Linked DNA regions of Zea mays: all the other regions are linked to region 1. Evidence: chromatin contacts called from public Hi-C data. All regions are on one chromosome and are shown on one strand. Each heading gives the region's core, a stretch centred on a gene start, on an enhancer-like site or on the middle of the called end of the contact. The rest is flanking DNA. Distances are from core to core; before and after follow the strand shown.

What was found. A called contact is a pair of places that touch in the nucleus more often than the background predicts.
Region 2: a contact with region 1 is called in a Hi-C map of ear, with 3 times the contacts expected there. The contact joins the promoter of LOC100277290 here to the promoter of LOC100382163 in region 1. A contact is called at or near these places in 5 of 25 Hi-C or Micro-C datasets (ear, endosperm, leaf and 1 more).
Region 3: a Hi-C map of tassel shows a contact between it and region 1, with 3 times the contacts expected there. The contact joins the promoter of LOC100275534 here to the promoter of LOC100382163 in region 1. A contact is called at or near these places in 2 of 25 Hi-C or Micro-C datasets (ear and tassel).
Region 4: a Hi-C map of ear shows a contact between it and region 1, with 2.7 times the contacts expected there. The contact joins the promoter of LOC103653610 here to the promoter of LOC100382163 in region 1. A contact is called at or near these places in 3 of 25 Hi-C or Micro-C datasets (ear, endosperm and tassel).

What each region holds. Positions count from the first base shown.
Region 1 is chr4:117,775,155-117,782,927 of Zm-B73-REFERENCE-NAM-5.0, forward strand. LOC100382163 reads left to right here and starts at 2,607. Exons shown (of 1, transcript NM_001174923.1): 1 at 2,607-4,656. The coding sequence starts at 3,275. The coding sequence ends at 4,471.
Region 2 is chr4:117,545,250-117,553,022 of Zm-B73-REFERENCE-NAM-5.0, forward strand. It overlaps LOC100277290, which reads right to left and starts at 2,849. Exons shown (of 5, transcript NM_001365094.1): 1 at 2,691-2,849; 2 at 2,551-2,597; 3 at 771-855. The coding sequence starts at 2,552.
Region 3 is chr4:117,998,489-118,006,261 of Zm-B73-REFERENCE-NAM-5.0, forward strand. It overlaps LOC100275534, which reads right to left and starts at 3,544. Exons shown (of 3, transcript NM_001149591.2): 1 at 3,265-3,544; 2 at 2,773-3,177; 3 at 2,208-2,457. The coding sequence starts at 3,375. The coding sequence ends at 2,365.
Region 4 is chr4:117,582,077-117,589,849 of Zm-B73-REFERENCE-NAM-5.0, forward strand. LOC103653610 (histone H3.2) reads left to right here and starts at 3,886. Exons shown (of 1, transcript XM_008680464.3): 1 at 3,886-4,773. The coding sequence starts at 4,094. The coding sequence ends at 4,504.

The DNA of each region.
Region 1 (7,773 bases), core at 1,357-3,856:
TGCTTAAAGTGCCTGGGCAGCAACACCATGGCAAAGACGTGTGGATCCCACACCACGAAGCTGTTGTTGGTGGCGCTCCATGACACAATCGGGTCGGTGGCTAGGTCGTCGACCATGTCATATGTCTTGGTGAGGAATGATGGTGACCAAGGGTCATGCAGAACCTCCATTGTCCTCGGCGTCGCTGCGACGGTGGGGGACGACCCATCTTAGGCCTCCTCCGTGCCTGCCATCAAATCTCCTCCCTCTAGAGCTTCTTTTTTTGTTTTGCAATATCCTTCTTGACAAATCCTAGACAATAAGTAAGGATGCATACCACTCGATGGTTGTTGTTGTCCACTAGTATTCTTCTTCTTGGATGCTGGTACAAGATGCATCGTCCTGCTAGAACAATATTGTCCTTGCCTTGTCATACTGGGGGTTGGGTTCTTGCAGAAGGGAATCAAGTTCTAAAGGAAGACAGGAGGCAGAGACGAAGCCAAGCGGACGGAAAAGAAGGGGGCTCACATCAATGGTCTTGCAGGTGGTGCACTTACCTCCGATGGCGGGTGCGGAGGTGAACGCTGCCACGAGGATGATGGCCACAAGAAGGAGGATGTCGAATTTGCTGATTGCATCCCTCGGCTCCATCTCTAGCAGGCCCCGCTGTCAGATGCGGCGACCTATCCTGCGTGATCATGTGAGTCCGAATGTCCAACAAGGAGGGACAGACTAGTGCAGATGGTTGGGGTAGAGGCTGGGGGTCGAGGGCGGAGAGGACGATGCTTCGTGCCATCAGGGAGGGAGGGGCGCGGGCTCTACCTCGGTGTAGCGGACTCCGCGATGGTGCTCGATGTCACCATGCCCAGCTGCATGGTCATCTAGGGCATGTCGTTTAGCCCCAACGACAACGCCTTCCTCTGGACCTTGCGATGCCGGGCCGCCTCCTACGCGTGGGACAACGTCGCCACCCCTGACTTCGAGGTCGGCCAGATCCCATCTCTAGGGGGAGATGGACGCAGAGAGGGGCAATGTCGACGCGACACGAGCGTGGAGCGAGGTGCCGAGGACGAAGGCAGGCGAGGGCACGGTGGAAGGAGATGAGGAGGGGTGGTGGTGGCCACATCTCATGGTCGAGATTCCCAGCGGGGGAGCGAGGTTGCTGGGGCAGGGGTGCGTGCTTGGGGTGTGGGCGCGGTCGAGCACGGAGGGGGAGGCGGGCGTAACCGTGGTAGTGCTAGCGCCCCACCTTACGTTCTTAATAGTAGTAGGGATAATATCGTGAGTCAGTTTTTCTTCCACCGACCGAGTTTTTTATTTGGATGCTTTACCAAAACGGAGTTGACCCCAACTTCATATTTTTTGAGATTGCTAAGGTTGAGATTGAACGTAAAGTGGATTAGTCCCAAATATCGTTTTAGACATAGTGTGGCATAACCATAGATGTGCCCGCGACTAGGTAGATTAGTAAACATGGTTCACCTCCTGGCATAACCACAGATGTGCCCAGGACCCAATTAGGCTTTGTTCGTTTACACCAATTCCGCTCTGGATTAGCATGGATTGGAATTAAATTCATGCCTCAATCCATGCCCCAAAATAATCCATGACTACTTAATTTTTTTATTCGGTTAAACCCATCATGAAATATAACCCAAAGGTTTGGGAATTTTTTAAACTATGAAAGACATGGATTCTATCCATAACCCATTAGGTATGGAACAAATCCATGAGATATTGCACAAGTTTACATTAGAATCCATGGATCAAAAGAATAACTAGCTTTGAAAGTCACATGGATTTGTTGATGGATTTAGGGTGTGTTTGGTTTGGCTTTTGGCTTTGGCTTTTGCCCCCTAAAAGCCAAAAGCCAACCAAAGGGCTGGATCCAAGAAGCAGCTTTTTCTAAAAGCCGACTTTCTCGTAGTGCAAAACTGAAAGCACCCCTGGACCTGCTTTTAGTGGCTTTTGGATGGAACTGTGAAAACATATATCGAAGAACTTTTAATGACTTTTAGTGGTTTCCACCAAACGATTTTTAGCTTTTTAACAGCACACAGCCTACAGCAGCTTTTTCCACAGCTCACAGCCCACAACAACTTTTTCCACAGCCACAGCCCAACCAAACAGACCCTTAATCCCACCATGGAATTGGGTGTGAGATATGGATTCACCCAATCCATATCTGGATTAAATCCATGATGAAATTATATCCCATATAACCGAACAAGGCCTTACAGTTCTAATTAAAAGCCATAGCCCACAGCGAGGTTCGATGAATCCTATACGGAGCCCACGGCGTCAGCATCGCCGTCGGCACCCGTGCTCACCTCCAGGCTCCTGCCTGCGGTAGGGAGTGCCTGGCGGAAAAAAGTGGTGTGGACGTGTGCTTGCGTGCGTGCCGCGCACACTCCCCGCAGCCCAACTCTCTGCACTGAATCACAATCATCGTCCTTCCTGCGACCCAACTTGGCAACCTGTGCTTCCTCACAGTATAAAATATTTTACTGATTTCTTTGGGCGATTTTGGAAGCCTCCAGCCGCTTTACTAGCAGCGTGTCATCAGCTAGAGCCCTCCCCTTTTTATCATCATCATCAGTCATCACCTTCTCCCACCTCGTGTGTCTGTTTCTCCGGCCTGGGCTCTGGGCTCGGGCGTAGTCCAGTTGCCACCAACCGAGCCAGAGAGAGAACAAAGAACGGGTGAAAGAAATCTCGGAAAGGTTCCAGATTTCCTCGAGGTGGAGGCCTCCTTTTCCTCGGCCGAATCGCTCGTTCGCTTTCTCTCTCTCTTTCCTCCCATCGAGCATGCATTCTTTTCTGCTGCTGCGACCGTAGGATCGGCGTCCAGCAGCCTCGCCGCGTCGGTATGGTTTTCCCTTGGCCCACACATCCTAGCTCTTCCGCATTCTTGAATTTCGTGGTCGAGGATTAGGGGGTTTCTCGTGCGCTGGTCCAATTTCGCGCTAATCGTCCTGTTCCTGCCTCGGATTACTCGCCTTCTCGTGGTCCCCATCTGTTCTTGGCGTTCGCACGCTTGCCGTGCGGCGGGCAGGGCTGCAGCAGCAGCCGGCAGCGCGTGCATCTTGCGACCCCCTTTCCAAGAACCAGCTGCAAGCTTTGGCCTTTTCCGCCTGCCGTACCCGAAATCCCGCAAGAAACTCCACCCAAGAAAAAAGCGGCGCCCTTTTGGCTGGCTGGCTGCCATTCCTCACGCCCCACGAGTTTGGTGAGGCTTTGAAACGAGCACAGTTCACAAGACAGTGAGGCTGCGGTGGGTGTTTCCTCGTCGGAGATGGAGGGAAATTTGCCGCCGCAAACCATGGTCCCAGGCGGAGGCCCCTTCGATCTGGGGCAGCCGTTCCACTTCGCCGTCCAACCCCAGGCGCTCCAGGTTTACCAGGATGTCTTCGCTGCCCCCGCCGCGAGCCAGATGCCGGAGCTCGGCAATGTGGTGAAGGCCTCGCTGAGCGACGAGGAGGAGGGCGGCGACGGCCACCTCGACCGCGGCAAGGCGGCAGCCGCCTCCCAGTGGCACCGGGTCAAGTGGACCAGCGGCATGGTCAAGCTGCTGGTGTCGGCCGTGTCCTACATCGACGAGGACGTGGACGCGGACCACGGGACCAGCAGCGGGAGGAGGAAGCACGCCGTGCTCAAGAGGATGGGCAAGTGGAAGCTGGTCTCCTCGGCCATGACCGAGAGGGGTTTCGCTGTGTCGCCGCAGCAGTGCGAGGACAAGTTCAACGACCTCAACAAGAGGTACAAGAGGCTCACTGAGATCCTCGGCCGGGGAAGGGCTTGCCAGATCGTCGAGAAGCCAGAGCTCCTTGAACAGTTGAGCCTATCTGGGAAGCTCAGGGAGGAGGCCAAGAAGCATCTCAACTCCAAGCATCTGCACTACGAGGAGATGTGCTCCTACCACAACAGGAACCGCTACTGCCTGCTTGATGATCCTGTCCTTCAGAGGTCCCTGCGGATGGCGCTTAGGGCTCCAGCTGAACAGGGAAAGCAATGCTTGTTTGGCTATGATGACGAGGATGATCAGATGTTGCTTTCTGATGATGATGATGATTATGAGGATGACGAGTTGAATGACGATCTGGAGGCCGGTGCTGAGGATCATGGTCCTCACAGAGTTCATGCCACCGAGAAACTGAAACATGATCATGAGGGACATTGTGGGTCTCATCTGTCAGAAGTTGCAGCCATTGACATGAACAGAATGAACTTCGAAGGATCTGGTGGTCCATCCTCTGAGAAGAATTTAAGTTATATGCGTGTTCAAATCGAGAGGCAGCGTCTGAAAATAAAATCTCAGATGCTGAGAATTGAGCAGAGGCATTTCAAGTGGCTGAAGTTCAGCAAGGAGAAGGACAGGGAGCTGCAGAAAATGAAGCTGGAGAATGAAAGGATGGCGCTGGAAAATGAGCGATTGGAGCTGGAGCTGAAGCTTAAGGAAATTGAGATAGGCATCAAACCAAAGAGGATTTAGAGATTGCAGGATGCAAGTGGTAGAGCTAGGGAACTTTTAGAGTTTCTGGTAACCATTTTATCTATTGTAGTACCTTACAAATTAGGATATGTTACATAGTTTCATCTTCGCTAACTGCATATCAGTTAAGTTAATAACTCTGTTGGTTTCAAGCATTTGCAATAAGTACAGTTTACCATCTGAATATGATGCTTAATGTTATCATTGCACATGTTATCCATCTCACTACTATTGGCTGGCTGTATGCTTTGGTTGAGCACTGTGTATTTCCTGTTCTGTTCTTATGATATCTCTGTATTATTTCAGGGTTCTAACCTGGCTGGTACAGGTACTCTAGGATAAGATGTTGTGTCGTCTCAGTGTGCTTTGTGAATACCATTATTACATCAATATCAACGAAGAGTTTGTTGTCTTCATCCGTGCTTTCCAGGTCGATTTGATCTAATGTAACGTGAAGTTTCAGAAATGCTTTACGATAGCATCAGCTGGACTGTGTACTGTATGTTGTATCGAACCCTTCTTTCTTCACTAACATACAGTACCAGATATTCATCCCTTCAAGCTACCATTTAAAAAGCAAGCTTCATCTGTTTTGACCATTAGTGTTGGTGGGCTAGAAGCCTGCATCTTTTGTCGAACATTCCAATTATTTTGCGTTCATTCGTCTGCTTATATTTGTGATGCTGGTATTGTCCACTTCGTATGTCATAAGCTGACGGTAGTGTGTTGGACAGTGGATGGTTTTGTGAAAAAGGGTCGAAGAGTGCCTTTTTTTTTTGAAATGCTATGAACACTCTGCACCTGCAACTTGCTGCCTTGCCGGCAATCGAAATGTTGACTTGAGAATTGGGAACTTTAAAAAAGTGTTTCAGAAACGCTTTGCAGTTAAGATATGGTGATCATGATATGTTTTCTTCAGTTCTGGCCATCGCTCAGAAAATGTCTCTGAAAAACTATGCATACCATAAAGCGAGCGGCTTGTTTTCTAAGAGTACACATCTGGGACAGCAAACATGGAGACAAATAATCAGCGCGTACTCATATCAGACAGACTGGATGTTTTCTGATCCAGATACAGGAACCATGATTGCAACCCGAATGCTACAACGACAAAGGAAATCACTTGGGGGCGATCATGCCTGGAAGGGCCCCTGACGGACCAATGCAATGAGAACTAAAGACGCCGTCTTTTCCGTTTGGAAACTAAAAAGAAAAATTGTATTTATTTTGCATAAGGAAATTCAGAGAATGCATTGGCTGGTCCCAGGTGTGGAATCAAGTTCTGAGTGCTACTTTGGAGATGCCCAGCGTGGCCAGTAGCAGTACAACATGTCAGGTGTGAATCAATGTCCTACCCCACCTGATCACCTAGTATTTTGTTTCGCTCACGAGTACGTATTATACATCTGCAACTATACAATACTCTCTTTTTGATTTATCACGTTTTAGTTCAAAAATGAACTAGCGGGCGACAAATATTCGAGAACGGATGTAGTACTACTGTAGCTTGTTTTATTCGACTCTGTCATCGCACGTCAACAACACGTCTTGATAAGGGTGTAACAACCGGGAACAACTATGGTAGGAGCCACACTTTTCAGATCTCAAGTTAGAGAAATGAATATTTGTCAGCTAAAATATCTGTAGATCTCAATAGCAGTCTAGAGGATTAGAGAAAGGGACCATACAAGAGAGAGCATGAAAACTAAACCACTAGATAGAAGCCAGAGAGATAGCTAGTTAGGGACAACCCTTCTCTTATTTATACTCTATTACACATTTTCATCATACTGCTAAATAGTTTAGAGCTAAACCACTTACTCAGAGACATAATGGACAAACTCCCAAATTGTAGATAAGATGACCACACTCCCTTTTATTATTTTGCTTTGCCTCGATGCAACCTTCATTATGGCTTTATGTGGCACCTTTGATTCTCGCTGAAACCATGCCTAGGATTTTGAGGTCAGACCCACGAAAACTATTACCGGGTGATTTTGTGGCTCAACCACCAAACCATCGTAGGTAGCATACTCCATACGCGTTTTTCATATCCTATTCACATGTCTTGCTAGTCCTCGCATTTGTCGGTGTCCCCCAGATGTTAGTCACCACAGTTAGTCACTCGACTTCTCTAGTTCCTCAGTCAAGTCCTAGTGCTTGTCCTCAATCACTCCCGGTCTATTGACACAAACACATGACCTTCACCATTGACCGCCATCTCTAGATGCACACCTACGCACCATAAGCCAAGAGATATGTTACAGACACTCATGCCTCAGTTAGTTCAGTCGACGCAACCCAAGACACTACTTCATTGACAATCATTCATCATAAACTCAAATCATAAGAGCACATATCAACCTTGTGTTCGTAATCTCTCCTTTAATGTGTGCATTGTCAACACCACCACATAAACACTAAGAGCAAAATAAAAAGAAGAAGAAAAAGCAAGAACTCACTAAAATGACCAAAAGCTAAATAAAAGCCAAATCAGGGTCATTTGAAATAAGTAAACCTTGGTCCTCAAAGACATGGGTGACAACTCAGCTCAACCAAGAAATAATGGCACCCAACAACAAGAGATTGAAATGGCTCAACACCCTCTTTGTTTTTGAAAACCTATTTGTTTTCTATGGGGTGGCAGTCTTATGGCGGTGGTACCAAAAGTCAAATTTGGTTTCTTTCAAAGTTTTTAAGCTCCTCATGCATGGAATTAACCAATTAGGATTAGATAAAATTATATACAATATCTCGAAGCTTAAAAGAAGAAACAAATGTTGAATAAGCAAAGTGAAAGACATGTTGTGACCTAGATCATGTGACTCACTCATTGAGTTCACTGATCATCTATTGGGGTGGATGGCGACACTAAATGTGCTGTGGTGCCTCACTTTAGAAAGTTGCCTCCCCCTTAACAATAGCTTGACCTCCTCCAGGTTCAACTTACAATGGCTCAAAAAGACCCCAAGTAGAGGAAGAAGTGGCATTAGGGTCGTCAACCAAAGTAATGGAAGCAAGCTCAACTAGGGCATACAGTAGAGATGGCTCAGGATCACCCTAATTGGCATCATCTTGCTCCTCCTCCACAAAGATGGTCTTGTCCATCTCTTTATCATTTATTCAAGTGCACACTCAAACGCAGGGGTTGTACAAACATAGTCTCATTGATTGTGACCTCATAGGCCTCCATAATATGGTTAATCTTAAGGTTAAGTGCACAATAAACTCTAGAATGTAATGCATAACCTTGTTGGAGCATAAAACACATGCAACCAAGCACCTTGAAGTGACTTATCTTG
Region 2 (7,773 bases), core at 1,599-4,098, 230 kb before region 1:
ACATGAGCACAGAACAAGGTGGCCACTAGTATTACACCATTGGTCCAACTTATATGTAACCATTAAATGCTGAGCTAAACTTATAAGACTTCAACCACTACTATACATTAATATATTTACTATTAAGATATATTATCTGTGAATTATACTAGCAGATTCACCATCAAGTGTTCATCATGATCATTTAATTAGCTTTTGTTAGAGTTGTCTCACTGAGTAACCAGGTGGGGGTTCAAAGTAGCCTCACCACATTTGCGGGAGGAAGTCTTGTCTCGGTAAAATATGACTATTCTCTCGGCAAAATATTAGCTTTTGTTAGGGTTGTCTCACTGAGTAACCAGGTGGGGGTCCAAAGTAGCCTCACCACATTTACTCACCACCTTTTACATTATACAATACTACTATTCTCTGGGCAAAATATAGTTGCTAAAACAAATAATAGAACTCTCTATTCCAAAGGTCATTGAGAAAGTATAAAAATCTACAGAAATATAATATAAACAGATTTTCTTTCTAGGGAAGGTTACAAGCAGACCATATTTTGACCTACAAACTTGGCTCAAAAGTATATCCCAAGAGAAACCTGACTTAAACAAAAACAACAGATAAAGATTTCAACAGAAGTCCAAAAACACTCTTCATATTTAGACCATGTTCTAGCAAGTTTATAGGACGTATCATTTATACAGATAAATTAATCAAGTTCGCACGCAAACAAGCAACAGCCAATACAAAATGAAGAACCAAAAACTGATATAGAATTATATTACCTGATATTCATACCACTGCGACACACACTTAGCCTTTGAACGTTCCTCTAGGAACGCCTTTGGATCAGTTACCTCCTCATCCGCCCTGTAACACAACGCAAGATGCAGAGATTACAACAAGAAATCAAATTAAAAAAAGGGCAACTACCATCTAGCATCAACACATGTTGTTAATTAATTGAAAAAAACGATACAAGTAGCTTGCTTTTCTAGATGGAGTTTTCTGGAACCTCTTAGCACACGAAAACATTTTCAACAACACTTGCAAAAATACACTAAGCTATCGAACATCAAACCAAAGAGCATGTGTACCATTTTGGTTTACAAACTGTTGGAGGCCTTCGTCTTTCGAAGGTCCTCAAAAACACATTTAACTATTGTTGTCAATATATCCTTAAGTGTCGCAGGTGCTTCGACGCTAAATACCTTCGGAGCAGGACATGGAGAAAGACGAAGATGTTAGCTTCATCATGACAACACTATTACTAGAGGCAGAAGACATTATTACCCACGCACTATTTGTAAATCGGTCTTGCAGACATGCTTGTAATTTTATATGAAGTTGTACTTTCCCCTATAAATAGATGAACAGTGCACTGCATAAAGTACATTTTTGGAGGCTGGATAATTGCACTGTGTAATTCATTCTCCAGAATACATTCGCTCTAGCTTACACCGAGGAGCCGAAGGTACGATTGAAAACTTATTACGTGCGAAGGAAGAAATGAAGTGTCAAAACAATCTGAGATGAGTCAACATGTTTACCTTCTGTATATCTCTTGTGTTTTCATCTTTATACTTTCGTATGATTCATTTAAGTAAAGTTTAACCTTCGTCTTCGAAGGGAATATCCCGAAGGGGTAACTATTCGAGGACGAAGGTTAACTACCTTTTTAGCATTGTGTTGCTTTGTTTTCAACTGTGTATAGCAATTGAGAACAAGTGACCAACACAAACGACATGCTGATTGCCAACCAATGGAAACCAAATCTATTTTAACACTTGTTCCATGTCAAGCTTGGCAAAAGAGGTTCACATAATTCAGAGGATTAACAACTTGCTTTTAAACTATTCTAACAAAAAAAACTGTGCTGAATGGAGATAGAGTTGAGGAAGCATCTAGGAACAATTGAAGCTTATTAGGAGTGTCACTTTTAGTAGTGAATATAACAATTAGAGGCAATGGAAGGAAACTAGAATAAGCACATCTGTTCTAATAACTACTTCATACGCTGCCTACACACCACTCTTGTGCCTAACACCTAATAACTGGCCATCGGATAATCCTGACTAGATGCTACAAGCTGACTAACCTTCTTCCTAACGTCTAAACAGTTTTTAGAACACTGATCAGTACCGATGAAAGCATTCACACTTCACAACAAAGAACAATGGCACAAACACAAACATCAGGAACCACACATAGACAAAGCCGATGCAACATTTTGTTTGGTGAGTGGTGACCCATGCGTCATTCTGACGATCCTGTCAATGCCGTAGACCCAGCAACAAGTAATTCAACGTTCGGCACCAATAAGCAACGCGCCTCATGCTCGTCTATCAAATCCACTACATTGAGTCCACGAATTTCTCAGGGAATAAACAAGCATTCACGGATTTGTCAGGAAGTAAATCCACGAATTTCTAGAGGCACGACCATCCGAGCATCGTCAGCGGGAACCCGGTCGATCCACGCACGGTGCTTGGATACAGATCAGCGAGAGGAGAACGCAAGCAACAGAGTATGGATGGAGGTGAATCATCATATCGGATTACTCACATGGGCAACGGACGAACTGCGGCGAGCAGATGAAGAGGCTACTTCAACTGCAGAAGACAGCAGCGATTAACCCTAAGGAATGAAAGAAAAAAGCACATAAGTCACATGAATCACGAACGACGAGACGGATCTGGACTCACCGGAGCGAGAGGAGTACGGCGAGGTCGGAGGGGGCGGCGAATTGGGGGAGATGTGATGACCACCGGGGGGGAAGGCCGGAAGGCTGGACGAACCCACGGTGGGTGGGTTGAAGAGGATCAGAGGAAGTGGGTCTGTTTTTATCAGGAATTGTTGATAATAATGTCTCAACAGGTCTACTCAAACAATTTTAAGCAACGGCTTTAACTTTATTCTAATTACTTTATTCTAATTATTCTAATAATTTTAAGCAATAGTTTTAAGATAACACAAAAAACCATTCTAACAAATAAGAACTTTGTATGGCCTAGGACGACCCTCGAGCAAGGCAACCACGACCTAGTCAACCCGACTAGTTCGGACTAAACCATAAAAAATCCAACCTACTTTCTCAATCGAGTCACTCCAACCAGATCATACCAAACAGAGTTCCCTGATCCAATCACTCTGACCAAATCGGGCCCAACCACAACAAACTCAACTAGAATTCCATCGACCTGGTTCCCTGAGCAGGTCGGCCCTGTTGAGAAACTGGTCTTGGGCCCTGACGCCCCATATGGCCCATCTAACCAAAACCTTAACTTTGCACTATAAATAGAGGAGGACTCCACCATATGTTGTAATCCTAAGAGAGCTGAATACATGTGTCAGAGACATCCACAGAGTCTAATACATAGCCATAATGTTTAACATAAATATCAAAGTGCGGAGAGACGAAATGTAGATGCTAAGCCTACACACGCAGCTGACTGGGGGTTTGCCAATAAGATAGACTAAAACTCGTCGTAGTCGTAGAACTCCTCGAAGTCCTCCATGTTGCCAGCATCACCTCCTGAGCACTGAGTACAATGGGTACAACCTGGGGTGGGGGTGGTGTGTAAAGCAAGGGTGAGTACACATCAACGTACTCAGCAAATGTCTCGTTTGGCTAAAGTGGACTAGCTGTATGTGGGGTTGAGGTTAAGCAGTTGCTTTTAGTTGGTCAAGTATTTATTATTATTGGTAGAGCCAAGTTTTAGTAATAAACCCAGTTATTACCCAAAAGTACTCCTCAAAAGAGGAAATACCAGAGATCAAATTTATAACATCATTGTTAACCATCATCATATAAGTATCCAAAGTTATTCTAATCAAAGAGGATCACAAGGCTGCTCTTAACCGTGAGCTCGGCTGATATACCAGTTTCTAACACTCTGCAGAGGTTGCACACTTTACCCACGAGTCGTGATCCCTTTCTAGCCTGGGTTGTACAGACCCGATCTTCACTACCGAGGTGAATGGTCAGGGATACACTACGTAGCTTTTACAAAGACTCCTCTAGTGCATAACTGCTCGTTAGGTTTCGCCAGTCGTACAAACGCAGTACACCTCCCCAAGGTGGGTGACTAACAAAACCAAATCGAATGAACCTCTGCACCCCCCCCCCCTCGGCAGAGCGAGCACTATGCCCCGACTCCCATTGACGGCCCTCCGGCAAAGCCAACTACACACCCAGGTTCATCTAATTAATCAGCTAAGGACGTCCCATTCCACCCTCATGGTTGCACTATTATCTCGGGTGGTCACTCCACGAACAGGTCCTTACGGAGAGGTACTCAAGAAAAAGGCCTGAGCCCCCTAGAGTATCACAAGATCATCAACATAATCAGGATAACAATATTGTATCATAAATGTTCACATCATGTTCATTGATTAGAGTTAAGGCAATAGCAAAATGCTAACCATGATAACCCAAAAGGTAAACAAGGATAAGATAAATACAGACTAGTCAATCCTTAGGTTTAAGTAATGTAATGTGGGACAATAGATTATAAAGTACGTAGGACATAATAGGTTAGAGGACACTTGACTTCACCAGGTTGTTGCTCAAGAAGGTCTCCAACAACACACTCAGGAACCTCGGACTGCTCGTTGTCTAAATAAAGCGAACATGCACTCAATACATTTGGAAAGTACAAATGAACAGCACACCAAACATGTACAAACATAGGAATACATCTTAAAAAGACACAATACTACATAAGGAATAATAAGATCAAAGTATAACATAAACTATAACATAAACTAACTTCATTTGAAAATAGATTATTATTTCTCTAAGTGTTACTCACAAATACATAACATAGTTCAATTTATTTTATTGTGACCTAAAAATTAGAACAGAGATGATTTCATGTAATACACATTATTAATCTCACAAGATTAAACATGTTTAAATCTCTAGGGTTCTCCTTTTATTTATTTTATTAAATAAATAAATCTACACCTACATTAGTTCATACTTAATCATAAAAATTAGAATGTGCAGACAGTAAATGAAACTATTTTATTTAAACAGAGAATAATCCTATGAACATTTTGTAATTTGAATCACCAAATTTGGAGTTCATATGAAAAAGATATGAAATAAACAAGTTTGGGAATTCAAAATATGAAATTAGGTCTAGTTCTATCAATATTTAAAAGTATAGGGTTCAATCTGCAAGATTACAGGGGCCTGCGTGCGAAAACCAGGGATGGCGGGTTGATTCTAAACAAACCGAGGATCTCTTTAGTAAAACTACCGCGCGAAGGGGTATCGGGTGATTCTAACCGTTAGATCAGAAACCGACGGCCGAGATTAGATCTGCGGTCGAGAGCGCGCGCGGGCGGGCGAGTGCTGATAAGCGGGCCAGGGGATGTCAGCGACGGAGGGGGAGGGCGCACTGACCGAACGGGCCTAGCGCCAGGGAACACGGGCACTAACAGGCGGGCCAGGGGCGTAGGGCGCGCGTGCGCGAAGCGGTATCCGCGATCTAGGCCGTGCGATCAAGATCGGACGGGGGAGATCAGACCAGAGAGGGACGAACGACTGCGGGTGGCGCTGCTCCTCTCCGTGGCGGTGAGGTCGCCGGAGTTGAGGCAGGCGTGTGCTAGGGGGTCCCCAGGTCGCCGGGATTGGGCAGAGAGGGAGAGGATGCCACGGCGAACTCAATGGCGGGGAAAAGGCCACGAATCTGAGGGCAGAGAGGGGAGTACGGCGGAGAGAAGGCCTCAGGCGGACCGGAGGAACTCTAGCGAGGCATTCCGGCCACAGGGAGGGGGCTTGAGGCGTGTTAAGGCTTGGGAAAGCTTCAGCAGGGGCAGGGGTGACACAGGAACCTACACCGGGGAACTAGACCTGGCTAAATTGGCCGCCCACCGCGCGAGCATGGTGGACCGCCACGGTCGAGCACCGGCGATGCCAAAATTGGCCGAGCACAGAGCGAAACTAGGGAAATTAAGCATGGGCAAAGGCGTCTCACCTCGGGGGTGTAACGCCCTGAATTTGGGGGTAGAATTTTCTTCTTCTTTTCTCTCACCAAATTCGGGCGTTACTCTCTTTTCTCTTTCCTCGTTTGCTCCTTCTTCCCAATTTCAAACCAGTATAGCGACGGGTGTCCGTGTCATGTATAAACCAAAACCTAAGTGTCATGGGTGTTGCATCATGCCGAAGCACATTTCTTTGTCTGATGTTGAATGTTCGTCTCGTTCCGTTCCGGATTTCGGTTCGCGATTTAATTCCGTTTAGTGGTCGCGCTCGTCGTGGGTTTTCGATCCGCGAAGTGGCCCGGCCCAGCCCAACCTAGTCCAGCCCAGCCCAACCGGCCCGGCCCGCCCCGGCCTGCGCGCCCCCGGCGCCCAAACCCCCCCCATGCGCCCCCCCCTCCTCTCTCTCTCTCTCATTTGGATCTCCCGCGCAACAACCTCTCCTCTCCCTCTTCCACCTCTCCCTCCCCGTGGTGCCCTAGGGTTTGGAGACGGCGATCACCGGATTTTGGACCCCGAGGTGAGCTCCCCTCCCCTCCCCTTCTCTCTTTCTCTCCCTCTCCCTCCTCTTCTTCCCCCCGCGCGCGCCCTCCCTCTCCCCTGCCCGCGCCCGACCCCATCCCCGCCCCTGCCCGGCGCGGCGGCGCCCCTGCCCGCCCCTCCCCGCGGCGGCGCTCGCCCCCCCCCCCTCGCTCGCCCCCCCCCCCCCCCCCCCCCCCCGCGGCGGCGCTCGGCCCCCCCGCCCGGCCTCCCTCCCCGGCGGCGCTCGGCCTCCCCGCTCGGCCCTCCCCGCTCGGCCCCTCCCCCTCCCTCCCCGGCGGCGCTCGGCCCCGCCCCTTCCTCCCCGGTGGCGCTCGGCCCCCGCCCGGCCTCCCTCGCGGCGGCGCTCGGCCCCCGCCCGGCCTCCCCTCGCGGCGGCGCCCGCCCCTGCCCCGGCCCCTGCGCGTGGCACTCGCCCGCCCCGCCCCTCGGCCCGGCCGGCCATGGTGGCTCGGCGCCCTCCCGCGGCGCGGCGAGCCCCGCTCGCCCGCGCGCCCCCCGCCCCCGGCCGGTTCAACCGCCCCCTGGCCGGTTCAACCGCCCCGGCCCCGGCTCGGCCGCCCGTTCCCCGTCCCGGCCTCGCCTGACCGTATCTTCGCTCGCCCGCGCTTGCGGTGATTATTTGTTAATTAGCGTGTTGCGTCGCGCGCTTCGCCGCGCGACGGATTTGTCTAAAATTCAGATTCTATCCTGTGTTGCATCGTGCGCTTCGTCGCGCGATGATCCATTTTGTTTCAGGTTGTTTAAGGTGTAACGTCGCGTGTGTATTCGCGCGACGTTCCACTTTGGACTCAGTTTAGTCGACGTCTGCCGTCGTGCGCTTCGTCGTGCGACGCTTAGCGTCTCCTCGTAACTAAGGCGAAGTGTCTCGTTGCGTGCTCGGTCGTGCGACGAGTCGTTAACTTTTTAATTTTAGAGAGCTTTGTCGCGCGTCTCGCCGCGCGACCATCCTTTTATTTATCTCCACCTGCTTATAATAATTAGACATGAAACATGACTTTACTTTACGCTAAACATAGTGTCTACATTAAATTTCCTTCTATTAAGCGAGTGGTTAATTTATAATCATGTAACGTGATCGTCTCTCGACTGTCTTTTCCTCTTTCTCTCTTAACCGTACTCGCGAGCCCGCGTGGAACGTCTGTTTACTTATTGCATTCTATTGTATGGTGTACTGTTCTTTGGTATTAAATATGTGGATGTATGTATGTTTGCGCTCGTATAGAGAACGATCCGGTTGAAGAGCCCGAGGAACTC
Region 3 (7,773 bases), core at 2,294-4,793, 220 kb after region 1:
AACCTTTTCTAAATTTGTTAAGAATCTATTTATTCCGAAAAGAGAGTATATTTTTATTAAATAATTCCTCTTTGACTTCAGTCACTTCAACTCCGGTTGCACTAGGTAACACATAGAGATGGCAATAGGGCCCCGAGATCTGATTCCCCACGGGGAATTCTTCCATTAAAGGATAGGGATGGGGAAGTTTCTTCCCCACGGGATGTAAACGAGAAAAATTCTCCTCCGACGGGTAAACGAGAACGCGGATGAGGTAGCATTCCTCATCCCCGTTCCTCACGGGACCTGTTAAACTTATAGGTGACAATGTTTTCATGTAATAACTAATAATAAAATAAATAATTATCTTGTGAAGAGATCAATCGTTGTACAAATGTGTTCACTTTGATGCACACATAATGATTTTTACATCTGACAATGTCTATAAATGATAATGTTTTGCATTAATTACAAAGAAAATATGTTCTAAATAATGTTTTGCATTAATAACAAAGAAAATATGTTCTAGTTATAATTTAAGTGGTGCTGATGATTCTCGAGAGGGATTTATCCCCGCGGAAAACGGAGATAGATAAGAAATGTTTTCCGCACACGTTTTTGGATCCCACCGGAAAAAAATCATCGTGGAGATGAGGATGGAAGCTAAATCTTGTTATCCCTAGTAAAGCATCATGCGTTGTCCATTATTTCCGGTCAGCTTTGGTTGATGAGTCATTTCCATCGATATAGGATTGGACAAGAACGAGGTTCACGATTTACCATTGCCAGGGCCCAGGTGACAAAGGCGTATCGTGACGACGGTGGCGTCGTTGGATTAGACACCGTCCGTTGGTGGACGACAGAACAGGGTACATCACGCGCACCGTATCTAGAGATGTCATTGGTCAAAGTATACGCACTGGACCAAGGATCTGTATTCGACCGTATTACACTTATGCCATAGCTATGATTTGTGTTATTGTTGCATGAACACTCTACCTTTCGAGTAAGAGCATCTACAGTACAGTGTTTTCACTTCTGATTTAATAGTTTTTTTTTCTTATTTTTAAGAGTATATTTATTTCATTTGCTTGTTCCAGCAAGAGGTCTCAAATCAAAGATCTTGTTTTCTTACCGACACTAAGAGGGTGTTTGGTTCCACCTAAAAAGTTTAGTCCCCGTCACATTGAGTGTTTGAATGATAATTATGAGTATTAAATATAGTGTAGTTATAAAACTAATTAAACAAAAATCCTAAACGAAGACACGAGTTTATTAAACCTAGTTAAATCTATATTTAATTCTCAGAATTAATATTTAAATGTTTGACATGACACGAACTAAACTTTATTCAGAAGAACCAAACAGGCCCATAATATGAGAGACAAACTTGTTATCTCAATTTTCCAATCCTCAATCTCATCAGCCTTGCTGAGGTTCCTTGTCAGGAGCTTGCGTCGACTCGAGGAGCCATGGCGGTAACCGGGAGGTGTCAGAGAGGGGCCCACCTCGTCGGGTCGAAGAAGACATCAGGAGCGGTATGTGTGGCTGGAGAGGATGTCGGGTCACCTTTCCAAACCTAGAATGCGTTGAGGAGTGGATTCATGGAGGAGGGGGTCGAGGAGGAGCGGATGTCAAGGGGGAGCATCTTGGCAGGTTCGCCGGATAAGGGCTTATTCGCTAATCCATAGCAAGTCAAAATCCTTTCGCTTAAATTTTTTCAATCCCTTCTAATCCAGGTGGGATGGAAATAACTGAATAAAACCTAAAAGGGTTGAGATGGAGCAACTGTCAGCTTCACTTGGTCGTTAAAAGAGAGGTTGGGCGGTTTCATTGTTGTTCATATAGAGAAGCGGTCGGGAGAGGGGAGAAATGCCAGATTGCCTTGGCAGCAAAGGGAGTCGTGCTGACGGAAAAACTGCTTCAACGTTGAACCCCATGAACGGCAGCGAAGGGGGTGGTTTGCGGGCTTTTCAAATGTGAGAGACGAAGTAAAAGTACTGCTAGACCAAGGTCTTTAATCTACACCCTGAAATAATATAGGTTAGGGCTTATTTGGTTAGGAGGAAATTGAAGTCTCTAATCCCCTTCTAACCAAATAAGCAGGTATTTTTTTTTTTAAAGTTCATGATGGAGATGCTCTGTAGTATGAAACTTTGAATAATGCATATACCATGCATGCAATACTCTTTAGTATCAAGAGGATGGCAGGAGACAACGTGCATGTGGCAGATAAAAGGAAGACTTGACGACTTTGTTTACATAGGATTAGAAGAGGGGTCAGGGTCGCCGGCGCCGGCACAGAAAGAAACAATAAACCAGATAAAAAGGAACAATCTTTTGATAGATCTCTCTTGCGACTGCTAGTTCTAAACTGCATGCTGCTTAGATCCCAAAAGACAGCATCAGCATAGCCATGAGCCCCAGCAGCAGCGGCATTACACAGGCGGCTCCAACTGAATTGGCGCCTCCAACCTCCTGAAAACCACACAAAATTAGTTAGGACATCATCATTCATTAAGAAACAAGACAAACAGAGAGTGACGCAGTTAAAATGGAACATGAGGTGATTAGTTTTTTTTTCCACCTTTGCCCTCCAATACTAATACTTTTAAAAGTTACTGTTGAGAAAAGGAAGCTATTATTACTAATAAAATGGAGATGGGAAAGTATTAAAGGCGGTGTACGTAAAACGGTGATGGATGCTGTATGGAATGGAACCATGCAATGCGAATGCAACGGGCCGCGCCGGCGTGAGATATATCGCTACGTGCACCGCAGCACACTACCCACCTGCCGCGTTTCTCCGGGCGCGGGCATGGGCAGGACGGTGTCGGTGTCCGTGACGCCGCGCGGGACCGGCACGGCCGGGCTGCTCTTGATGAACGCCGCGCCGCCGTCGCCAGAGCCCGGCGCCGGCGCCCCGGCGGTGGGGGCTCTGGCGGGGCCAGCCGACGGCGCCGCCGTGGGCTCGGGTGCGGCCGCGGGCGCGGCCGGCGGGTGCGCGGCGCGCCGGACCTCTCCCCTGTCCCGGCGCCACCGCTCTGTCGGCAGCCTCGGCCGCACGTCGCCACCACCGTGGACCGGCGCCGGCGCGGCGAGCGGCGCCGGGGACAGGCCCGACAGCTCCGGTGAGGGGTCCGGCACGATGACGGCCAGCGGGACCTTCTTCTCCTCGTAGCCGCCGACGCCGTGCAGCTGAAACGCATCGTCGTTATTAGGCTTGCTCCTGGAAGCGCATGCAGCCAAACAATGGGCGTGCGTGCACATCGATGTACCACTTACCTTGAGGGCCAACGACGTGTGCAGTAGCTGGAAGCAGAGCAGCAGCGCGAGGAACGTGCGAGAGCAGCGCACGGGCCCGGCGTTGCCGGGCAGCGTCGTCGCAGCACCCATTTCGCTCCTGCTTCCCTTTCTCAAGTTGCTACCGTGCGCTCTCCCACACTGCCACTCGTTGTTTCAGCTCCTGAAAGCTGCAATGAGTTGCTGGTGTTGCAATCTGCAAATGAGAGTGGTGAAGCTAGTGGAGCGGTAGCCTTTGAGGGCGTTGTTGTTGAAGAAGGGAGCGAGGATTGCACACGATGGTGGGGAGCAGGCGAGCCGAGCACTGGAGACTGGACGCTGGGTGGGTTGGGTGACGACCTGAGTGCAGGTGCCGGGCGGAGCGCAGGCTGGAGAGGGCAGCTTAAAAGCCAAAGCCCAGCTGGCACCACCACCACCCTCCACGCCGGAGCTCAGAGCACAAGAGGTCAAGAGCTAGGTGAGCACAAAGCAAAGCCTGCCGCTAGGTAACAACAACAAAGCCAAGCAGGAGCTAGCAGGCTTTGTTGGCCACTTTTCGACCACCATGATGATGGGGTAAAGGGTTATGTTAATCCATGATCAGATCTGCATCTAATCGCCCAGACCTTAGCAGGTCGTGATTAAACAGGGACGAGAGCTCAGCTTACTAGACGCCGGACAAGGCAGTGCATGCAGACGCAGTAGTGGAGGTGGGAACCGTGCGGTGCAGCTTGAGGCTTCTTTCTGTCTCGTCAGTGGTCACGGCTTCGAAGGCCTTTGAATTCGCTCGGTGTTCGGGATCCGGCAGGGATTCCGATGGGGTGGGTATCGAGGGCGCCTTTTTGGGCCCGATAATTGGGACATGAATGGCTGGCACGGGCGCGCACGCACTTGCTTTGGTTCCCACTCACCGACGACCTTTTCCGTCGAGAGAATCTCGGTGTCGCCAGAAAATAGAGCGTGCAGCCCTTGCTCAGAGCTCCGGAAATCTTCACCCAGCTCCGAGCTCGCTCTCGCTTCATTCGTTTGTCTTGCTGCCTGCCACCCACTGACACGAAACTCCCAGCTCTGCACCAGCGCCATGAAACGTGGGTTCACCGGCCCGGATTGGATTCGTCGCGCGCGTCATCGCATACGAATCTCGCCCCTCGAAATGACACTCCGCTATCAACACTATATATGTCCTTGTCCCCAACCAAGGAGCTGGAAAGGACTCAATCATGGTGTCATCATGCGGGTGTATGTTTCTATACATAATGATACTGAATTACTGGTAACGCGATTATACAATCATCATCAAACGAACATCGCACCACTTTTGATGTTTGGATACACCACTAAGCTTTAGTTCCTGTTGTTACAGAATTTAGCTTGGCCTAAATAATAATTCCGATATATAAATCCTAAAGACTCACTCGCACATGCATGATACAATGGGACTTTAGTACCACCTTGTTAGTGAGACCAACTTAAATAGTTGTTGAGTTGTCTTCACCTGGTTGAAGCTATCAAGGAGAGAGAAAAAGGAAGAACACACGTGCTCGCTCGCTCGCTGGGCGGGGCGCGGGCGCACGACATCCGCGTGAATGGTCCGGCGATTTTTCTAGTTGTTGAGTTGTCTTCACCTGGTTGAAGCTATCAAGGAGAGAGAAAAAGGAAGAACACACGTGCTCGCTCGCTCGCTGGGCGGGGCGCGGGCGCACGACATCCGCATGAATGGTCCGGCGATTTTTCGCCTCCGACCTTACGAAAGTTGAAGCAAAGGACTATCTTGTCATAATGAGCGTCATGACGGTAGTAGCTCAAATGATGAACCAAAAGAGTTTATATGTCGCTGAGACTCTCTTCTTGCTCGTCCCTATAGCCGGTTCAAAAGAATCTACAAGGAGAAGTTAAATTCACATTTAATGTTGCTAAATGTGACAAGATATTTGATGAATTACTCAAGAGCGGTAACATTAAACTGCCTCACACAATTCCTTCGAAAGATGAATTGTAAGGGCATGTATAGTGGAGAGACACCAAAACGGTTCTCCAAGCACAAGAGACAACTAAGAGACTCTATTGTACAATGGAGTGTCTATAATTGTAGTATATTAATAAATATAGAAGTAAATACGTTTATATAACATCGGACCAATAGAACAGATGACGAATTCATACAGTGGGAAGTGAGCCGTGTGTTGCTACTTGGGTTACGAGCCAGAGACGTCTCTTCGCGGAGAGACGACTCCATGATTTATTTGCAAATACCCTATTTAAACACCTCAAGAGCCTCTACATTAAACACCACTATACATGCCCTAAATGCGTGTGTATTATAAATGGCATAACTCCTTTTCTAAAGCCACCAATGATTGCATTGTCTTCCATTGGCAGATGCAATCAGCTATAAATGATGGCCGATTGGTTTTCCAAGGAATGCAAATTGACAGACAGTCGTTCCCCATCAATACACTTGAGATGAATGGCAAGAAGGTCCTAATTTGGCTGGAGATGGCTGATAAAGGCAAGGGTAAGAACATAGTCATCGGTGATCCTCGCACAACAAATCTATCACAAGGAATGACCACTCAGAAGGCTTTAGACAAGAAAGGAACTATAAGGACCACTAATAAGATCGGAGGTAATGGGGGGCAAAATAAAACTAGCCATCGACAGAGTTCTCCTATACGACGTACATCGGGCAATTAGATGGCTATCACCAAACAATCTGGTGCTTCAGATAGTTTGATACTTAGAATCAGACAATCTAATATTGTTAGAAACAAATCGACAACCCACATGATGAAGGTGAATGGGACAGAGAAGCAGTATCGGGGCAAGGCTTTGGGTAAGTCTGCTAAATCTAGTCCTACATTCGATCAACTTCTCTCTAAATATACGAATAAAAGGGTCGTTCTGCACAATCGACTAGCAAAACAATCAAAAGTCGTCTATGGGAAGGAAGCGACCTACGCACAAGCAAAGGCCGATCAAACCTCCTGAAAGGTGGCTCCACGAATGTCGCCTACTCATCCACCTCTAGTTATGTCATGGTATATTCCACCCATCTACCCCATCACCGATGTGTTCTACTGCTCAAGTATTGGAAAATATAACAATGAATCTATAGTACATGCCTAATATGTTTCCCCATTCAGGCTAAGGACACCATAGTTTATGTTTTTTAAAATTGACCAGAGAGTCATTTCCAAAAAAAAGATGCATCCTAAATGACCTTTATGAATTAGAGTTCTATTTGTCACACCTGGATTTAAGGGATAAAGCCGGGTGCATCTCATATGTGCGCTAAAGAAGAACGACACATATAATGACCAAGTGTATAGACACAAATGTCACAAATATTATTACATAGCAGAAGTATCTTATAAAAATAAATGATAACAATAAAGTTGTCGGCGTTTCGAGACCGGGGGGTCCCTAAGCCGACGAGTGAGTGTGATGCGTGCCCCAGCCCAGATGGGTCGAGCGCGTGGGCGAGCGTGAAGGGGGGAGAGGCGAGGCGGCCGGAGACGGGCGTGAGAGAGGTGGAAGTCCCGCGGCCTTCGTGTTCGTCCCGCGCCCAGGTCGGGTGCGCTTGCAGTAGGGGGGTTACAAGCGTCCACGCGGGTGAGGGAAGCGAGCGGCCCCAAGAGAGCGCCTGTCCCGTCCTCGGTCCCGCGCGGCCAACCTCCTCTAAGAAGGCCCTGGTCCTTCCTTTTATAGTCGTAAGGAGAGGATCCAGGTGTACAATGGGGGGTAGCAGAATGCTACGTGTCTAGCGGAGAGAGAGAGCTAGCGCCCTGGGTACATGCCAATGTGGCAGCCGGAGAGGTCTTGGCACCTTGCTGGCGTGATGTCGTGGCTGTCGGAGGAGCGACGGAGCCTGGCGGAGGGACAGCTGTTGGAGCGGTCGAGTCCTTGCTGACGTTGCCCTGCTTCCGTAAGAGAGCTGGGAGCCGCCGTCGTCACAGATCTTGTGGGGCGCCATCATTGCCCATCTGGCGGAGCTAGCCAGATGGGACGCCGGTCTTGTTCTCCGCGACCCGAGTCGGCTCGGGGTAGGATGATGATGGCGCTTCCCGTTGACGTGGCGGGCCTGTGCCCTAGGTCGGGCGATGTGGGAGCTCCTCCGAAGCCGAGGTCGAGTCTGTCTTCCGTGGCCGAGGCCGAGCCCGAACCTCCGGGTCGGGCGAGGCGGAGATCGTTCGGCCGAGGCCAGGGCGGAGCCCGAGCCCTGGGGTCGGGCGAGGCGGAGTTTCGTCGTCTTCTGGGGCTGAGCCCGAGTCCGAACCCTGGGGTCGGGCGGAGCGGAGTTCGCCGTCTTCCGGGTCTTAGCCCGAGTCCGAGCCCTGGGGTCGGGCAGAGCGGAGTTCGCCGTCTTCCGGGTCTTAGCCCGAGTCCGAGCCTTGGGGTCGGGCGGAGCGGAGTTCGCCGTCTTCCGGGTCTTAGCCCGAGTCCGAGCCCTGGGGTCGGGCGGAGCGGAGTTTCCCGTGGTGCCTTTGGCAAGGCCTGACTGCCTGTCAGACT
Region 4 (7,773 bases), core at 2,636-5,135, 190 kb before region 1:
GAGCTCCTCAAGCAGGAGATCGCTGTGGACCTGCTCGAAGGTGGGGAACGACTTCTAGCGCTTGACGATGGCCTTCAGGTGCCCGTAGCGAGGGCTGAGGCCACGCAGGACGTTGAGGACAAGATTCTCATCCATGAGATAAGCACCAAGGACATGGAGAGAGTCCACCAGCGTCTTCATCTGGCGATAATACTCAGTGACAGATAGGTCCTTTCTGAATGAGCTGGTGGAAGGCAGCCTCCAGGTAAAGCTTTTGGGCCTGGTAGTTGCCACGAAGTGAGTCTCGAACGCGGCCCAGACCAAGCGAGCAGTGTTGTCCAGCTCATCGACAAATATCCTACAGTTTAGCGATAATGGTGCCGAAAAACCAGGTGAGCACCACCTAGTCCATCCAAAACCAGGACTTAAATGGCTCGGTGGTGTCGGAGAGGACGTAGGCTTCAAGGGCATATCAACATAAGATCTGCAAAACCTGCTGGAGCCATCGAGCGTACTGAAGGGAGTCGTGGCCGAGAACATCGGTGACACGCACCAGAATGTTGAGGATCCCCGAAACCTATGTGTGAAGCATGTTGTAGATGGTTGTGGCAGACGTCGGAGGGGGTGTAGTCACTGGTGCTGTCGTGATATGATGGTGGAGTGATGCCCTGGACACCCTTGCCCGCGAGAAGACGATAAGTCTCAGTGAACGGACGATCGAGAGCATTGGCAGTTGCCTGCTCTTGCTCCAAGGCACGCGTGGTGTCCTGCGCACGTCGATGAGCGACCGTCACAGCGGCTTGGGTAGCGACCAGGGTGGTAGAGACGTCGTGTGAGGAGATTATTGTGTTAATTCACCGGACGCTCCGCACGAAGCGCCGGACAGTCCGATGTGTGAGGAGATTATTGTGTTAATTGGAACATGGAGCTTAACCTGAGATAACAGTGCTGCCACAAGGGTGGAATGGGACGCCCTTGACGGACTAATTAGGAAAGCTAGTGGAGGACTACCTTACCCAAAAGGGGCAACCATGGTGCGAGGAGCTGCCAGTATAGGGAGGTTCTCAGGTCGATCGTGCTGCAATGGCTTTTCGAATGAGGGATTCCTATATTGCCCCTTCTCACACAAACAATAGCGGTTTTTGAAGCTAGTGGAACTTTGTAAAGGCCTCGTAGTGGGAACCTTCCTTGTCTCCTCAACAAGGTTTTAAATAACTAGATATAACAACCGATATATCCTTTTTACTAGTGAAAAGTTATGATATTTAGCCTGATATATCCCGCTATATCCTGATATTTGCAAGTTTGAGAAGGGTGGGGATAAACTATGTATCTCGATATTTGCAAGTTTGAGAAGGGTGGGGATAAACTATGTATCCCGCTATTTAAAACACTCCTCCTCGGTAGAGATGAATGGGAAGTTGTGATCCCTTGGCAAATGGGTAACACGACTTGTGGGTAAAGGGTACAACCTCTGCAGAGTGTAGAACTGGTATATCAATCGTGCTCATGGTCAAGAGCGACCCAGGACTCTCGCATGATTAACTTATGGAATTAAACTTAATCTGTCATTTGCAATGCACTGTGAGATTTATTATTAATTGTGATCTCTTATTTAATTGGGTTGGTATACACTTATACTTAGTAAATGCTAATAAAATTTTGACCAACATATTAAAAGCAATGCTCTGCCTTAACTATTCCTTTTAGTAAGCCTTACACTTCACATGAGCCCTCCCACCGTAAGTGAGCTTATGCACATTATTCCCCACAACTTGTTGAACGATGAACGTATGTGAGCTCAGTCTTGCTGTACTCACGCCTAAGTCAAGAACAGGTACCACAAAATGAGGAGCATGAAGGATGTCGTGATGAGTTCGTGAGAGGTCTAGGCTATCGTCTCCTAGTCAACTATGGTTGCAGAGGATCGTTGTCTTCATATGATATAATTATTTAGTTATTTTGTACATAACCCCTATTATATAATAAAGATATAACATTGATTGTTGTACCATGAGTCATTATATGCGTGAGACTTGTTTACCCTTAAATCTGGGTGTGACAGTGCTGGCATGGCCAGATCCGGCCCGAGCCAAGGTTGCACGCGTCCGGGGCAAGGGGACCTGCGCCGAGGCCTCCCACACCAGATCTCCGCGCGTCGAGGTGAGATGAAGCGATGCTAGGGGCAGGCATGCCAGAAGGGACTACAACCGTAGAGGGAGGGGCCACATCGAGGGGATATGGGGTGTCGGCGCCGAGGTTGGCCGCGACCGACTGGGGAGGGGCCATGTCAAGGGGAGAGGGGGCGGCACTAGTGACGGTCACGCCGGTGCAGAGGTTGCCTGCGACCGGAGCACCGGTGGCAACGAGGGAGAAACCCGACGGTCTCCAAGGACAACGAATGACCAGAAGGCGCGGGGCCAGCTCCAGGGAGGAAGAAGGCCGGGGAGGGAAGGCCCCTGGGGGCGGTGGCCGGTCGGCCATGACAGGGGAAGGGCGGCGGTTGGTAGGGAGAAGAAGCTAGCGGCGGCGGCTGGGAGGAGCCAACGACTGTTTACAGGAGAGGAAAAGATTTTGGCTCTCGTACCATGTTGTAAACCCTAATTCATCTAAAGGGAGAGTTTGTACAATATAAAGAGGAGTCCCTAATGGGCCACCTAACAGGAACCCAAGGCCCAATAAGGACCAGATACAAATTCACTCTAACAATAACCAAAATATTCCAATACCACAGTTTCACAAATACCACATTTTCGCGCACAACAAGGAAAACTTTGGTCTAGACCAAAGTCTCCAATATTGTGGTTTTACTAGTATATTCGTAATACTGTTGTTGGGGGCCTTCTCCTGCCAAAACTTCTTAAAACATCAAGTCACAAATTGTTTCTAAGTCTATTTCAGGTGCTTTGAAGTAATAATAAAGTCCACATTCGTTCGGGACCTTCGTTTGGACGACGCGCACACAAAGGTGAAGCTAAGAAGCTTTGGCTCCTTGGCCCGAGCGCATGACAGTATCACGAAGTAATAATGATACCCCTTAGACATTCTTATTGCATTATTCGAAGGTCTTTGATAATGATAATCTTCATCACTCAATTTATGTATTGGATAGATTTGGGGACGAAGATCTGTTACCTCTAAGAGGGTGTTTGGAAACAAAATATTTTTAAAGTTTTGAGGTAAAATTATAATATTAGAGAATACCATGATATTTTTTACTAAGAGGTGTTTGGCTACCTTGTAAAAAACTTTATTTTGAATACCATATCTTTATAGATACCATGATATTTTAGAGCATTTGAAACTCTACTTCAACTCAAAGTTTTTGTCTATAACCGACTTCTTTCACATGTATACTAAATATCATGGCTTGGGATACTTTGTCTTCAAACAAGTATGCTTGGACCTTGGAGTGATGTAAAAAATATTATGGTTGTGTCAAGATATTTTAAAACTACAATATCATAAAACCATGGTTTTGAAATACTTTCCCTCCAAACACGCCGAATTGTGTTACCCTGTTTTGGTGTCACTAACAATTATTATTTTCAATATATAATTTTTGGAACCTTTGTTAAACATCTTTTTTAATAAAATATCAGAATATTATTAAAAATCACGGTGTTGCGTTGGAACTAGAAAAAAAAACTTTGTTCCCAAACATATCCTTAATTTTTTCACTTCCGCAATCTGCTGCAGATCCTGCCGCCTACTCTCATTTTCGCGCATGCCTGTGATTTTCATCGAGGCGCCCGGCCAAACCAAACTGGCGAGGTTGCGCGGCTTTCAAAGGAGCCGAAAACCATCTGCACCGATCGACTAGCACAGGCCCTTCGATCCTCCCCAATTCAGTTGTAGCCAATAGGAGCCCAGAGCCACCCATCACGCGGATCCTCACTCCGCCTCCACCTCATCGGCGCCGTCCATTCCCGCGCAATGCCACTCCGTCACCTAGCCGGCTAGCCCTTCTCTCGAAAAAGTTCCCGGCTCCCCGCTCCGGTTACAAAACACCCAACCCCATCCCAATCTCCGAACGCCTCGCATCAAACCAACTCTTTCCCAAATCCACCGCCGGCTCGGCTCGCCCATCTTCGCGCCAAGCACCGAATCTCCGATGGCCCGCACGAAGCAGACGGCGCGCAAGTCGACGGGCGGCAAGGCGCCCCGCAAGCAGCTGGCCACCAAGGCGGCGCGCAAGTCGGCGCCGGCAACCGGTGGCGTGAAGAAGCCTCACCGCTTCCGCCCCGGCACCGTCGCGCTCCGGGAGATTCGCAAGTACCAGAAGAGCACGGAGCTGCTCATCCGCAAGCTGCCCTTCCAGCGCCTCGTCCGTGAGATCGCGCAGGATTTCAAGACCGACCTCCGCTTCCAGTCCTCCGCTGTCGCCGCGCTGCAGGAGGCCGCCGAGGCCTACCTCGTGGGGCTCTTCGAGGACACCAACCTCTGCGCCATCCACGCCAAGCGCGTCACCATCATGCCCAAGGACATCCAGCTCGCGCGCCGCATCAGGGGCGAGAGGGCTTGATCTCCCGTTGTCGTCGTCCACGTTGTTGGGCCTTTCCTCTGTGTCTCTGCTTGTAGAATCCTTGCTTCTGTTCGGTTCCTTCTGTTCGCATGATGGTGTTCGTAGTGTTAGGAGTTGCATTTTCTAATCTGCTTGTTCTTGCACCGGTGCCTCTGAAGTGGCGTTTCCCTCTATCTTAATGGAAATGGAATGTGCTTTAAAAAAGAAATCTGATGTCTCGTTTGTTTCCGGAATTGTAATCTTATTAACAGAATAGGTTATTTTTTTAAGATGTGACCTTCGACCGTATAAGTCTATCTTAAATTTATGAGCTGAGAGATAGAAATTGATTCTATAGATTTATATACTATATTTTTATGTATAACTTATAACACACTCTTTTACTTACTTCACTATAACATAAATGTAGTATATAATTATCTCTATCATATGATTTAGAGTAATATACAAATATATTATATATATAAATATATAAATTTAATTGGTTTTATCTAAATTATAATTATTAAAATAGAATTCAATTACAACAAAACAAACAGGTCCGAGTGAATTCTAGGCTTTGAACACACTTTCTAGGCTTAGGCTGGCTCCAGCAAGAACCTCTAAAGCCTCCTGTACTCTAAATATAGAGGACCAAACGGTTCTCTATGCTCTCCAACAACGTCCTCTAAACGGTCCTCTAAATTTAGAGGACGCTGCTGGATTCTCTATATATAGAGTTTCTCTAAACGGTCCTCTATCCACTTGAATACTTTAAATAACCGGTTTAACAAAACTAAAACATTTACAATACATTTAAGAGTATGACAAATACGTATGTATAAAAATAAAAAATAAAAAATGTCTCTAATATAGGTATTTACGTATAGAGGACGTGATTTAGAGGACATTGTTGGAGAGTAAGGAAATATAGAGAATAAAATCTTGTAGAGGATACTGTAAAGGACGGATATAGAGGCTGTTGCTGGAGACAGCCTTATCTTTATGTGGTGGAATCAATGTGTGAATTGTGAGACATGGAATTTTTAGTTGTCAGGTCTACAACATTGCCTCCGAAGTTTGCTAATTGTCAGGTCTACAACATTGCCTCCCAATTTTTAAAGTGTCTCTCTTAAAGCTTAGCTTTAATCGTTGTTCGAGTTCCAGTTACTGTGCTCTAGGATGAAAATGGTTTAAGATTTCTTTGAAATTTAGAAAACTGTTTTTAATTTTTTTTGATACGATTCAATGAAAACAGTATTTTTTGAAAATGGAATCAGTATTAAAATCGGTTTAACATTGTATTGACCAACGACTATGAATTTTAATTAAAATCTATTGAACAGAATTTTCCAAAAATAAAAAAAAAGAAATTTACATGGCCCATGGTCTACACCTCGCTCGGTCCGGCACGACTGATAGCAGCATGTCATATTTATATAGAAAAATTATGTATTATGCTGCTTTGGCTGAACGAGTTTGTAACACCCTAAATCTGTCGAGTAAAAGAAACCTAGATTAATTATTAATTTCAATAAAAAATAGTTATGGTTTCAAATAAGGAAACATTGATCTTAATAAATTAAACAATTTTTTAATTAGATAAAATCTTATCAAGTGTTTGATGTATTTATGTTAAGGCATAAATTTTGTTTGATGTATCTAATGTTTGGATTTAAGTTAGTATGAAAATCTTATTTTACAAAAAAATAAGAATGATCTGGCTTTTTGATAGGTTAATAACTTTCTTGTAGGTATTTGGAAAAAATATTTTGTTTTTTAGAGCCCATTCTATTTAAATAATAGATTTTTGACGAAAATGACTTATTCTTTAAATTTGAGTAATTTTATCTATAAATATTATATTTTTAATTTATTATAGTTTTTATGAAATATATATATTCTGAATATATAAAAGAAAATAATTTGGAAATTAAAAAAATAGAAAAACTAAAGCTCCTCGCTCAGCCTCCCCAATCCGACCAGGGTCCAGCCGAACCCCTCTTAGCCTCTCTCTCCTCTCTCACTCAATAGCGTGTGGGCCCCATCTTCTCCGACCATTAGACTGCCTCCAACAAGATATTCTAAAAGCTCCTATACCTTAAATATAGAGGATCAAACGGTACGTGTATGTGACAAAAATTGTACCTATGGGTATGGATATGGGACAAAATCTCCACCCATTGGGTAAACGGATATGAGTTTGAGAAGCAATAATCCGAACCCGATTACCCATGGGTATTTCATACATGTACATCTGCCGTGTTTGTATGAATGAGTTGAGGCTGAGCCGGCCACCAAACCCAGCACGACAGCGCACCAGGCCCCAGGTCCTAGCCCAATAAGGCAACACGGTAAGGCAACTAGCAGACTAGCAAAAAAACAAAACTCTAAAAAAACCAGTCATATGCTACACCCTGCCCAGACGACGATGACGACCATGGATTCTCAGGCGGCAACGAACTCAGATGGTGACCAATGAAGGTGAGCAAACTCCATTTCTCCATTTCTTCTATCGGTCCCGAAGTACTTATTTCTTTTCTGATGGATGGATGGATGAATGGATCATGGTTCATGGATGAATGCTTGCCGACGTGGTGATGTCTGAAATCTAGATTGTTTGTGCTACTTGTTAGTACCTAGTTATCCCTTAATTGGGGATGGGGACCCATTGGGGACCCGAAACCCGAATGGGGATGGGATGAGTTTTGCACCCATGATGGGTATGGGGATGGATCAAACATGATGGAAATGGGTATGGGATGCTATAACCCGGTGGGGAATTCCCCATTGACATCTCTAGATGTAATCTTTTAGAGAAAACTATATATATATATATATATATATATATATATATATATATATATATATATATATATATATATATATATATATATATATATATATATATATATATATAGGCAACGTATCCTGTGTAAAAGGTTCTCCCTGTGTAAACATGCTAAAACGTCTTAACAACCTTTGGATCCAGAATCAAAGGCTAATCTTAATTCCACCTGATAATCTTGTGTTTTTTCTAAAGAACCCCCTCCTGGTAATCTGGTGCGGTGGCGGTTAGGTGGGATTAAAATTAGTCTTTGCTTCTGGATCCAAAGGTTGTTAAGGTGTTTTAGCATGTTTACATAGGAGAACCTTTTACACAGGATACATTGCCATATATATATATATAGAGTACGTTGCTGGAGACAACCTTACTTTGGCTTATTTGGACGTTTATAGAAGCACAGCTGCCACTAGCTTTTCTGGCCGCGCCCGACTGCTTCTGCTGC